Linked DNA regions of Zea mays: region 2 is linked to region 1. The links are chromatin contacts, called in public Hi-C maps. All regions are on one chromosome and are shown on one strand. Each heading gives the region's core, a stretch centred on a gene start, on an enhancer-like site or on the middle of the called end of the contact. The rest is flanking DNA. Distances are from core to core; before and after follow the strand shown.

Evidence for each region. Hi-C and Micro-C count contacts between places; a contact is called where the count stands out from the background.
Region 2: a contact with region 1 is called in a Hi-C map of bundle sheath, with 2.4 times the contacts expected there. The contact joins the promoter of LOC100281963 here to the promoter of LOC100383070 in region 1. A contact is called at or near these places in 4 of 25 Hi-C or Micro-C datasets (bundle sheath, ear, leaf and 1 more).

The regions. Positions count from the first base shown.
Region 1 is chr2:40,370,738-40,376,007 of Zm-B73-REFERENCE-NAM-5.0, reverse strand. LOC100383070 reads right to left here and starts at 3,048. Exons shown (of 6, transcript NM_001175743.1): 1 at 2,692-3,048; 2 at 1,052-1,486; 3 at 290-457. The coding sequence starts at 1,465.
Region 2 is chr2:41,026,141-41,031,882 of Zm-B73-REFERENCE-NAM-5.0, reverse strand. It overlaps LOC100281963 (small nuclear ribonucleoprotein Sm D1), which reads right to left and starts at 2,655. Exons shown (of 4, transcript NM_001154881.3): 1 at 2,510-2,655; 2 at 2,311-2,387; 3 at 1,140-1,331; 4 at 477-1,055. The coding sequence starts at 2,523. The coding sequence ends at 991.

The sequences.
Region 1 (5,270 bases), core at 1,799-4,298:
AAAAGACAAACTAGTCTGTTACAGGTAGTGCAACAGATAAAAGACTTACAGAGCAAAACCATTTGGATTTAACCGATTTCTCATCTAGACTCGGGGCAAAATTTCAGAAACAAACATCACTGCAAACTGCACGTTTATACGAATACTTTCTAAGTTAAGAGATCCTTTTACCATTAGCGCACAAGCAAATGTTATCATGAATAACCTATGAAGTATTCAAATGTTACCTTCAATCATTACCACGCAAGCGTCGCAGGAATAACATATGAACTATTCAAATGTTGCTAACCTTCATTGCTTCAGCAGTGTAGTGTGAGGATTTCAGATCTAAGGGCTTGAAAGGAAAAGCATTAGGGCCATCTCCAACTGAAGGAGGACCACCTCCAAATCTAATAGGATCATTGTCATTTGTGCTACCAAACATGAATAGCGTCCCCGTGGTTGGCGAGGCCTGGCCCTGAAGAATTGCAAGGAAACAAAAAACATTGCTGTCAGGTACGAAATAGCTTCAGTATCGGAGTTCATTAAAATAATTGTCCTAGTTGATACCTCCTTAGTTAATTTACATATGAAATAACATGATGATTCAAAATACAGATATGAATATGAAGAGAGCAAACACATGAAATTCCTATGCAGCTTTGACAACATTAACAGCTATTATATTGGAGTTCCAAGTAGTACATAAGGGGGAAGTTTGGACCTGAAGTGTGGGGCATACATTGCCACATAACTATGGAAAGAACAGAGATTGATCATCATATTCTTGCTTTCAAGAAAACTTTGAAATATTTGAATGGTACGATACTATTTTTCTGCTTTTGAGAAAACAAACAGAAGCCTGTTTGGAAAGAAGAGACTGGATGGTACAAAACAAGGCAGAACTGATCATCATGGAACTGAAGTAGAGCTTTCACGAACTCCCCTGGAGAGGTCAAAAGCTTATTAAAGCAAGCATTCTTGAACTGTCAGTTTAGCATCCATAGACGAAAGCAATACTGATTCTGGTAACGCGTCCACACCCTATCATAACCTAGAGAAGAGCACATACCATGGAATTAGAAACGAAGACTGGTGACTCCAGCAGCGTTGCTGGGCTCAGGCCAGGCGGAATCGTGAGGTAGGGCGATGGAACTTCGGGTACTGAATTGTCAGCTCCAGCTGCTGTGCTGAAGGGCATGTTGAGCTTCGACACCATGAATCCAGCTCTTGCCTGCATCCTCTCCGCGAGGCTGCTGCCAGGACTGGACTTCTGGCCAAGCTGTGGGGTTAGTGGCACTGACCGAGCTTCCTCCTCAGGCGGCCTTACGGTGACTGCCAAGCCATGCTTCTCAAATCCAGCTTCAACGTCGTCGTTGCTGTGGCCCCCTGCGGTGTCTGGTCGAACAGCTTCGGTTTGGAAGCTCGTCAAGGATTCTGGGCCTGGATTAGGATCATTCCACTCCATTGCTACATGACCTTCCATCTCAAGCTTGGATTATTCAACCTAACCTAACGGGGTGAAAATTAGTTAAATGACACTAAACATCAGCTTCAAAGTTACAGAGGTAGACAATGATAACATTGAGAGACAACAGGAATCTGACAACGGTAGTGATATTTCTTTTGATGAAAATTGTGAAGCTGGTTGCAAAACAAAAACCGTGTCAATGACACTAAACGACAACTCATATAGTACCGGTATTTTTTAAGAAATTCATAAAGGATTGTTCAGTTATTGGATTCGATGGGACTAAAAAAATTATGAAAGGTTTTGACTTGTTTGTGATTTAAACCTACTCAATAACACTTAATCCATATAGTTAGAGAACAAAACAAACAAGACAGTGTTGAAATGCGAAAGTCGATGCGAGCAGCACACTCCCCTACCAAGTAATACTGTACTAAAAAAACTAAAAGGAAATAAAGAATGGAACATGACTATTTCATCGCATCCACCTAGAGTTTTTGGTTTGATTAATCATTCCATCCAAAATGAGATGGTGTATTATAGATCTATTTTCTTAAATTTGATGGGATGATCTCATTTCTCGTATTAATACTAACTAATTATAACGAATGAGGTGATGATAGATCAATTCATTATATTTTACAAACAAAACAAAAAAAAATGAGTGAGAAGATGGTGGACTAACGCGCTCATCAAACTGAACACTAAATTAAGTCTTTGTTCGATTATTCTAATTCCATGTGAATTGAAGTATCCTCGCTAAGGATTTAAACCGACTTAATATCATATAATCTATATAGATTAACGGTGAAGAACAAGTGATCAAGAGCAGGAAGGCATGGAACCTCCGACAGGGAACAGTTTTCCCCGAGAGCTCTCTCCAAAATGTCAAGTCGAATAGTCTCTAAACTCGAACTTATTATACTCCTGTTTCAGGTTAAGGTTTTAGATGACAAGGATGAAACGTCTATCCGGAGAGAACAGCCAGGATAAGGAAAAAGAAATGTAGAAACATGCAAGAACATGCTGATGACGCAAAACTGCGTATAATGTAGAACAAAGAAAGATCCAAAAATTCTGCGAGATCCGCAGGAGATGGATGCGCCATCGATTCCGCGAGAAACACAGGTATGGATAGAGGGTTAGGGAGTAGGGACGATCCCCTCGCGGCGAATGACAGGCCGAGAAACAGAGACCCTGGCTACGGAGCCATCGAGGGGGAATGGGGATGGAACGCGAACCTGTGCTGTGACTGGAGGAGGATGATCGCCGGATGGCGAGGCTCCACCCCGGCCCCTTTCCTTGTAAGAAATGGGAAGTGTCTCCTGATTCGGCGACGGCTCCAGTCCACCGATGGCCCAAGAAAAAAAAAGCGCAACAGGAACGAAGCACAAGGATCAGGGACAAATGATGGGCTGCAGCAGGCACAGGGGGGAGTCAGGAAAAGAAGGTTCCCCCCCTGCCATTACTTGGCTCCCTCACTCTCTTTCTCTCCCATCGTTCTCACAGCACGATTGTTTTACGCCGGAGAGAGAAGAGGAGTAGAATAAAGGGTGGAGGAGGAAGGATCAGAAGCAGAGGGAGAGAGAGAGAGAGAGAGAGCAGGGTGTGAGGACGGAGGAGCAGGGGCGGTTTCTGACCAAGAGAAGGGTGGGAGATGTGCGGAAGGATCCGTTGGGACTCGAAACGGGCGGGTGTGGAGAGAGAGAGACGGACATTGATGCCATGCTCGGGCTGCTCAGCTCGGCGTCCATCTACATATGTATCTTGCCCGTGCTGCAAAATGCAAACTGCGTTTCCGTTTCCTGGTCGGGGGTTCGTATATACTGTACCCATGCATGCACAAGGGGAGAGCAGAGCAGCGTGAGATATAGACGTTGGATGCGGCCGTTGGCTTATACGCAAACATGTAAGTACGAGTACATCACCGCCTAGTATGGGTGAAAACGGGTAGGGTACCCGAAACGGGTACCGGATACGGATACTGATTCGGGACCATTTTTCGGATACGGATACGGATATTTTTGTATTCGGGACGGATACGGGTAATACCCGGATAGTACAGCTTCGGATTCGGGTCGGATACGGAACGAGTACTACCCGGTGAATACCCGGATATTCGGGTCGGATACGGGTACCCGGAATTCGGGTACCCGTTTTTTCTTTTTCTGCATAATAATATAGTTATAAAATCATAACTTTTACATATGAAATCGGATGAAGATAAAGTTTATATGAAAATTGTAGAGCTCGAAGAGATCTATAACTTTGTAGTACAACACATTTTTGTTTAAACATATCTTTAGGCCAAAATCATTGAAATAATGTCTAAATTTATAACAAAATAATAGACTTTAACATTTTCATGTGGGGACTTAAGATTATCTCTATGTGGGAACTTAGAATTATCTTTTTATAAACTATTTATTAATATTGGTAACTTATTCACAATTTCCGATCGACACTACAATATTTTTATGAATTTAATTGTATTTTGATGATTTTCTACAACAAGAAATTAATAATACACCAAATAGCCTAAAAATTCATGAATTTTTACGGGGACACAACATATATCCACATATAGTTCTCAAAAAACATTTAGATTATAAAATCCACAAGATGTTGGTGTTTCTTCCATTCCACTCCCACTTATTGCGTGAGTTACACGTGAAATCATTTTATGTATCGACGTTTCAACATAATTAATATTTCATTTATCATTTTCATGTGGCGATTTGAGGTTTTATTTGAATAGAATGTTTTTTGTTTTGGTAATTTTTTGCAATTTTGGGTCAAAACTAGTGTATGTATGAATTTTAATTATATTTTGATGATTTTATGTAGAAAGAAATTAATAATGTACAAATAGCCTCAGAAATCTATGAAATTATATGAAGGTATAACATATGGCCACATATAGTCATAAAAAATAATGGGACCATAAAATCCACAGGATGTCAACGTTTTTTCTATTTTATTTCCACTTATTGTGTGAGTTACACGTGAAATCACTCTAAGTATCCAAGTTTCAACATAATCAATACTTCACTTTACCATTTTTATGTGGGAACTTTAGATTATCTTCTATTAAATGTTTATTAGTATTAATTTACTTGCAATTTCGTGGTCGAACAAGAATATTTTATGATAACCAATTAATGCATTATCCGACAAGTATCCGATATCCGATCAAATAATATCCGTATCCGTCACTTATCCGCCCGGATAAATATCCGGTCCCTGTATCCGTATCCGTCCCGTTTCTAACTATCCGTATCCGATCCCGAATCCGTTTTAAATACATTAGGGTAGGATACAGGATGGGCTACTATCCGTCCGTATCCGCCCGTTTTCACCCCTACCGCCTAGGCGCCTACGTACGGTAAATCCGTGCCCGTGGAAGATTGGGTTAGGGCGATGCTCAGCGTGTTCGCTTCGGATTAAATCCAGTTAAGGGTCCGTTCACTTGTCTGGGAAGGAATTAGAATTCGTTACAGCTTATCAAAATTTTATATAAATTAGAGAAGTAATCTAGCTAGAAATCATTCCGGAGCTTCAATCCGTGAAAATCGAACAGGGCCTAAGGGTATATTTGGTTCCAGTGGATTGAGCGCCCAGAATAATTACTAGCTGGATTGTTTATCTGACTTATATAAGATTTGATCAACTGGAATGATTCTTAGTGAAATACGGCATAAACGAATAGGCCAAATATTCGGATTGTTGCTATAATTGCAATCTATAGATAAAATATTGTACTATTAGTAGAAGCTGGTACGGATTAAATCTAAGTGAACTCTTGGTCTGGCTAAGAGAT
Region 2 (5,742 bases), core at 1,406-3,905, 660 kb before region 1:
AAGCTGTATAATAGTGTGGCCGGGAGAAGGCACAGGCGACTGATGGAGGGACGAGCGTAAACCCAGGGCACGCGGGACATGTTTATCCGGTGATAGCTACTCTATACAAGCACAGGACACAACCACAGCCGCCCATGCCTATTGCCTACCGCCCACGCCTACTGCCCTATGCACGATACTGGTACAGCGACTCGCAAGTTGGACGAGACGCTTGAAGTCCGTGTGCGCTGCTGCCTCGTGAGGGAGTGTCCTGTGCTACTCACCAGTCGACCACAGTATTGATAGATCGCCGGGCAAATCATACACACGGCAGGGAACAAGAGGGTAACTGTTTATTATGTCCAGTCACACAGCACTAATATCTTCATCTCTCTGTTCATAAGCTAATCTTCTCTAACTTAACCAACTCTACTTAAGGAAACTAATGGCTCATTTTGGTGCCAAATCGGAACATACTGAGACAAAAAGAACCAATAGCTAGCAATCCTTTACCAATACAGCAGAAAAGTCGATAAAGGCCACGGGCATCGTCTGAGAGAGACCTGTAGATGCCAACTGCTTTAGCAAAACCAGTATCTGCGATCCCCCGAGCAGCACAATGGTAATTTAGTTTCAAGCAGAGGTCAAGATCTAACAGAGCCAGCCACAGGCATAGCTCCAGATCAATAATCCCCAGTCCCCCCCATGTGGCAAACACAAGTATACAACCCTAGACATCCAAAGCTCTGCGGCAGCTTACATGTATTCCACGGGGGAGAAAAAAAACATTACAAATTAACTAGAGTGTAAACCTAAGATAGGCATGAGTAGGGGGGCCAGGTAGACAGCGTGATTTCACAGCAAGAACTACTGACATTGAGATATTTCGTCCACCTTCATCAGAAGGGTAACGATGCAACATTCTTTCACACAGCGTGCAGAGGAAAGATGTTTTACATTGTAGAGGAAACTTGTCTTGCAAGGGAGCCGACAGCAGGGGAACGATAAAGCTCAGCGTGGCCCCCGGCCCCGACCACGTCCACGACCTCGGCCGCGACCACGCCCCAAAGGCTTTCCTGCACAGAACAGACGTTGGCCAGTGAGTCGGTATCATTAGCAACAATTAGACTCGATCAGAACAAAGGCAGGCGAAACCAAACCTGTAGTTGGCTTCTTAGGCTTCACCCTAGGGGTTTCCTCTACCAGCAAGGTTTCCAGGTTTAAGCTGTCGGGAAGGATGTAGTAGCGGATGTTGTTTCCTCGCACGCTGAGGTGGTCAAGTGTTACAGGGTTCTTCCCTTTCAGTGTAAGCTTCACTGTCTTCAGATGAGTGTTCATGCTTATGTCAACACCTACCCAAAAAAAAAAAGATGCATGGGTCAGGGGATATTATTGTGTAAAAACAAAACCATGATCCTAGATTAACCTCATCGGTATTAGCAAAATATGTGCGGATCATAATACTGTGAGAGTACACCGTTCAAGTGCCAGAGCTGCAATCATACAGTGATTTCCTGAATTGTAGCAGAGAGGGGGAAAAAAGAGGAAAGTTCAAAATAAGCCTTTCACGATGTATATTCCCCTGTCTTGTGAAAAATGAACTTTTGCATGCTCTCAACATCAAAATGTAGTTTACAGGCAACCTTATCCACCCAAAACATTAACATGGGAAAAATCTAGAAAGTTGTAAACTAGCATTCCAATCCAGATTCCCAAGAAACCCCTCTTATTAGGAAGAAAAATCAATACTCTCTATGCATTTCAGTATATGACAATGTATGACATCATCTAAGTTTCACAGTTCACATGTATTGAAGCCCTCAAGGAAACCACACAAGCCCATGAGAAGCTAAAACTATTGCAAAATCAACTATGCACTTGAATTCCTGTTGTTTAACAGACATCTGATCACTTGACGAATCCCTACCACTAATGGACCTAAAACTTGAGGCAACCAATTGACATATTCAACTATCCCTACCTACTAGTCATCACTCGACAGGAATGCCCCTTGATTGAATGAATTATACAAGAAATTTAGGGCTAACCAATTGACATATTAAACATATGGTTTTATTTAAAAGGACTTGTGGCACAAAAGGCATGCTCAACTCTACTGTCTCAGTGTCTCTAGAACTAAAGTCAGACAGCAGTGACAAACAACACGGCTCACAAGCAAATCACGATACCTACTAGATCGAGCTGAACACATCCTAAGGAAGTAAGCATACACGCATCGTACAAAACACCTTAAAATTTGAAGCCTCTTCAGATCGCAGAAAATTTAAAGGTTTTCCCGCGGCCCCGCTAGAGGTTAGAGTCGAAGCGTACCGGTGATGGTGCCGTGTACAACCGTGCCGTTCTTGAGCTCGATGGTGACCGTCTCATTGTTCAGCTTCATAAGGAACCTGCGGCGAAGCGCACCGAAATGAGCACCAAAATAGGCGAAGTTCGTAGCAAACGGAGCGGCGAGGAACGGTAAAGGGAAGCCAACCCTAACAATGGGCGAACGAATACGGGGGGGCGTTACCTGACGAGCTTCATCTTGGCGTGCCTGGCGTAGGGAAGGAGCGGCGGCGGCGGCGGCGGGGAGAAAGCGCGGAGGAAGCCGGCGGAGCTGACGCTTGTTTGCTTTCTCGGAGCGGCAGGAGTAAACCCTAGTTTGAATGCTGATCTGGCGGACGGGTGGGAGGAGGTTCGAGCTGCTTAATTGGGCCTTTGTTGGGCCCCATTTATATTGATCTTTTTGAAAACCTACTGTTCCTCGCAAAATATGTTCTCTTAAAAACATATTGGGCCATTTGTGTCGGTATTAGTACGGAAACATTTTTTCTCGAAACACTGTATTTGTATGGAAACATGCTCATGTTCCTGGCAAAATATGTTCTCATAAAAACTAAAATTCACAGGAGTCCTGGACCCGCAGTACTTACTCATGTCAGTCCTCTATGATTATAGAGCATCCTCAGAGACCAATATAAATCTTTTATACACACTTTATTCTCACTCATATGCATTTTAGAAAACTTTTCGGTCGGTCACACATCTCAATATTGCTCTGGTCCAAGCACGTTTAATCTAGAGTTTCTTTCAAGACAAGTTTTTGAAAAAGAAGATCACATGGTTGGTATGAGTAGTTTATTAATTTTGTTAAGCCTTAGGTCAGGACATAACTCTCCATTGGGCCAGAATATCACATGTGTTCTTATAAAAACTAAAATTCACGGGAACACGAGAGTAGCCTTTTTCGTGGTGTTTGGCAAATGGGAAATGAGGGTCGGGATATTGAAAATGAAAGGTGGGATTGATGTTCTCCTATGTTTGGACGATGGGAAATGGAGATAGGGAAATAAAGACTAGCGTACTTATTCGGTACCCCTTCCTTTTATCTCAATCCATTTCCTCATCCCTATCTCAATCCCATCCAAACATGTGCTTGTGTGCAGCTTGATGAAATGACTGCATAACCACATATTATATCTAGTGCTTGTGTTATGCGTACCTTGTTAAAACGACTGCATTAACATGTTGTGTAGAACTGAAGGCACGAGGTCATCACGGCTAGAAAACATGACGAGACATCACCGGCTCAGATATGATCACGCTAATCACTTCTAAACTAAAAGTGCAACCGTTATATATAAGGTTTATATTTGATAGATTTTGTGAATTGATATTGTACCAAAAAAATGTTTTTTTTTGAATTATTCACATTATCACATGGATTGCATTGAGAGAAGGATTGGTTGCATATGGAAAGCTTTGTCCTATGAAGCTTTATTTGCTCGAAGTTTCATGTTATCAGAATAGAAAAAGGCAAAGGCCCAGCCAGCAGTGAACAAAGATAGGAGAATTAATCTTGTTCCTTAAAACCTGAAGCCTTTTGAAGCGCTCTCCGCGATTCATGGCTCTCCTGCCACTGCTGCGTCGACGCGTGGCGTGTGCTCACGGACCCGAAAATGTGCTTCAATTCAGTAGAGCTGCGAACGTAGCGTCCCGTATTCCTCTCTCTCAATCACTTCCACCTCCGCCTTCGTATGCCTTCTCCTACACGGCTGGGCCCGCATCCCCTCCCCCTCGGATTCTTCGACGACTGCTGCCTTTTGCTCGCACCAGCCAGTTTCGCCCGACGAACTCGGTCGACGAGGGGCCACATCGTTCGGAAGGAACTGAGCCTCCGGCAAGGGTGCCATCGAAACCACAACCAGCAGGCTAGCCGCCTTCGTCTCCCTCGCGCGCCTCGGCCTCCCAGCTGTCGACGCCGACCTCCACAACCTCGACCTTCTGCTCGGCTTCAAGAACCGTGTCCACCTCACCGCCGCCAACGTCCTTGCGGGGGCTGTCCACTCGAACAGGCATTCGTCCGTCACCGCGTGCTCCATCCACGAGCTCCATTTCCTTTGTCTCTCTAGGCCCCGCTGCAGGCTGCCCCTCGCGTTCGGATCCAAGACGCGCTCGCCCAGCCCGCCGCGTTCATCCTCATCGCCGTTGGTGGCCATGTCGTTCGGGAATGGTGGCCTGGCCTGGAAAGCGACCTAATGTACTCCCTCGATGTCCTGCCCACCGCTTCACTGCCTTGATGTTCTTGGCCCAGGACGGCGCATGCTTTGCTGCCGGCAGCATCGGCGTTGGAGTCTCCTCGATCTGCCGCCGCCACAACATCGGCCTCCATGTCTTGCTTCGCCACTTACAACACTGACTGCTGCTCCTCGACAAGCCTCTACACGAGTTGTAGCCACGACGACAGGTGGAGCCCGATTACAAATCTGTATGTGTTCTATTTATTCAGTGATCAAAGTACTGGAACACAAAATACAGAGAACTATTCTGTAATATGATTTGGTAAACAAGTAGACCACATAGAAATGAGTATGTGTTATAGTACAGATTGGAGCCTACGGACTACAGAAGCCTGCAACATAGTTGTTCGAGATTTAATAGTACACATCTCAGACCACAATTGGCAGTGAAAAGATAAGCTAAGACCCATGAAGGTGTTCATGCTGCAATCCAGTAGATTACAGCAAGCTAGAATAAAAGGATGTCCAGAACCAAATAAAAGAACTCACATGGTTAAGGTAAATAGTAAAAAGATACAGTTTGCATGTTATGTCCGTTTGTTAACCGTGTTACCAAGACTGTATGAGTCACAGTATAGATAAACTCATTTTCCTCCCTAAATCCGAACAAATATGCTTTTACCGCAAACTACTCCCTCCGTTCACAAATATATGACGTCGTTGATTTTTTTCTAAAACTTTGACCGTTCGTATTATTCAAAATATTTATTCAAAAATGTAAGATTTCAAGTCACGCTCAAACAACCTTAAGTGATAAAACAAATCACGACAAAATAAATGATAACTCAAGATTTTTTTAATAAGACGAGTAGTCAAAGTTTTAGAAAAAAGTCAACGGCGTTATATATTTGTGAACGGAGGTTCTCATAGCTGACAAATATGGTAACTACGTCATTAAGTATTAACATATCTACTGGACCATGAAAGGAACTCTGCAGCCAGTAATGTATGACTAAAACAAACAAATATGTCAAAATGAACCTTATTGTTACCTTTATTGATTGATGGTTTATCGTCATGTACTGTTTTCACACGTGTCGAAGAAATTTGAGCTTGTACCTTCATCTGTGTGCTTTTCTTTGGAGGGTTTTTTATTGAAACTGAAATTAGTTGTGTTTGCTCTCAATATTGGTTGGTTCCATGAGTTCTCAAGGGTACGCGGAAGGCCTCTGGAAACTGATCC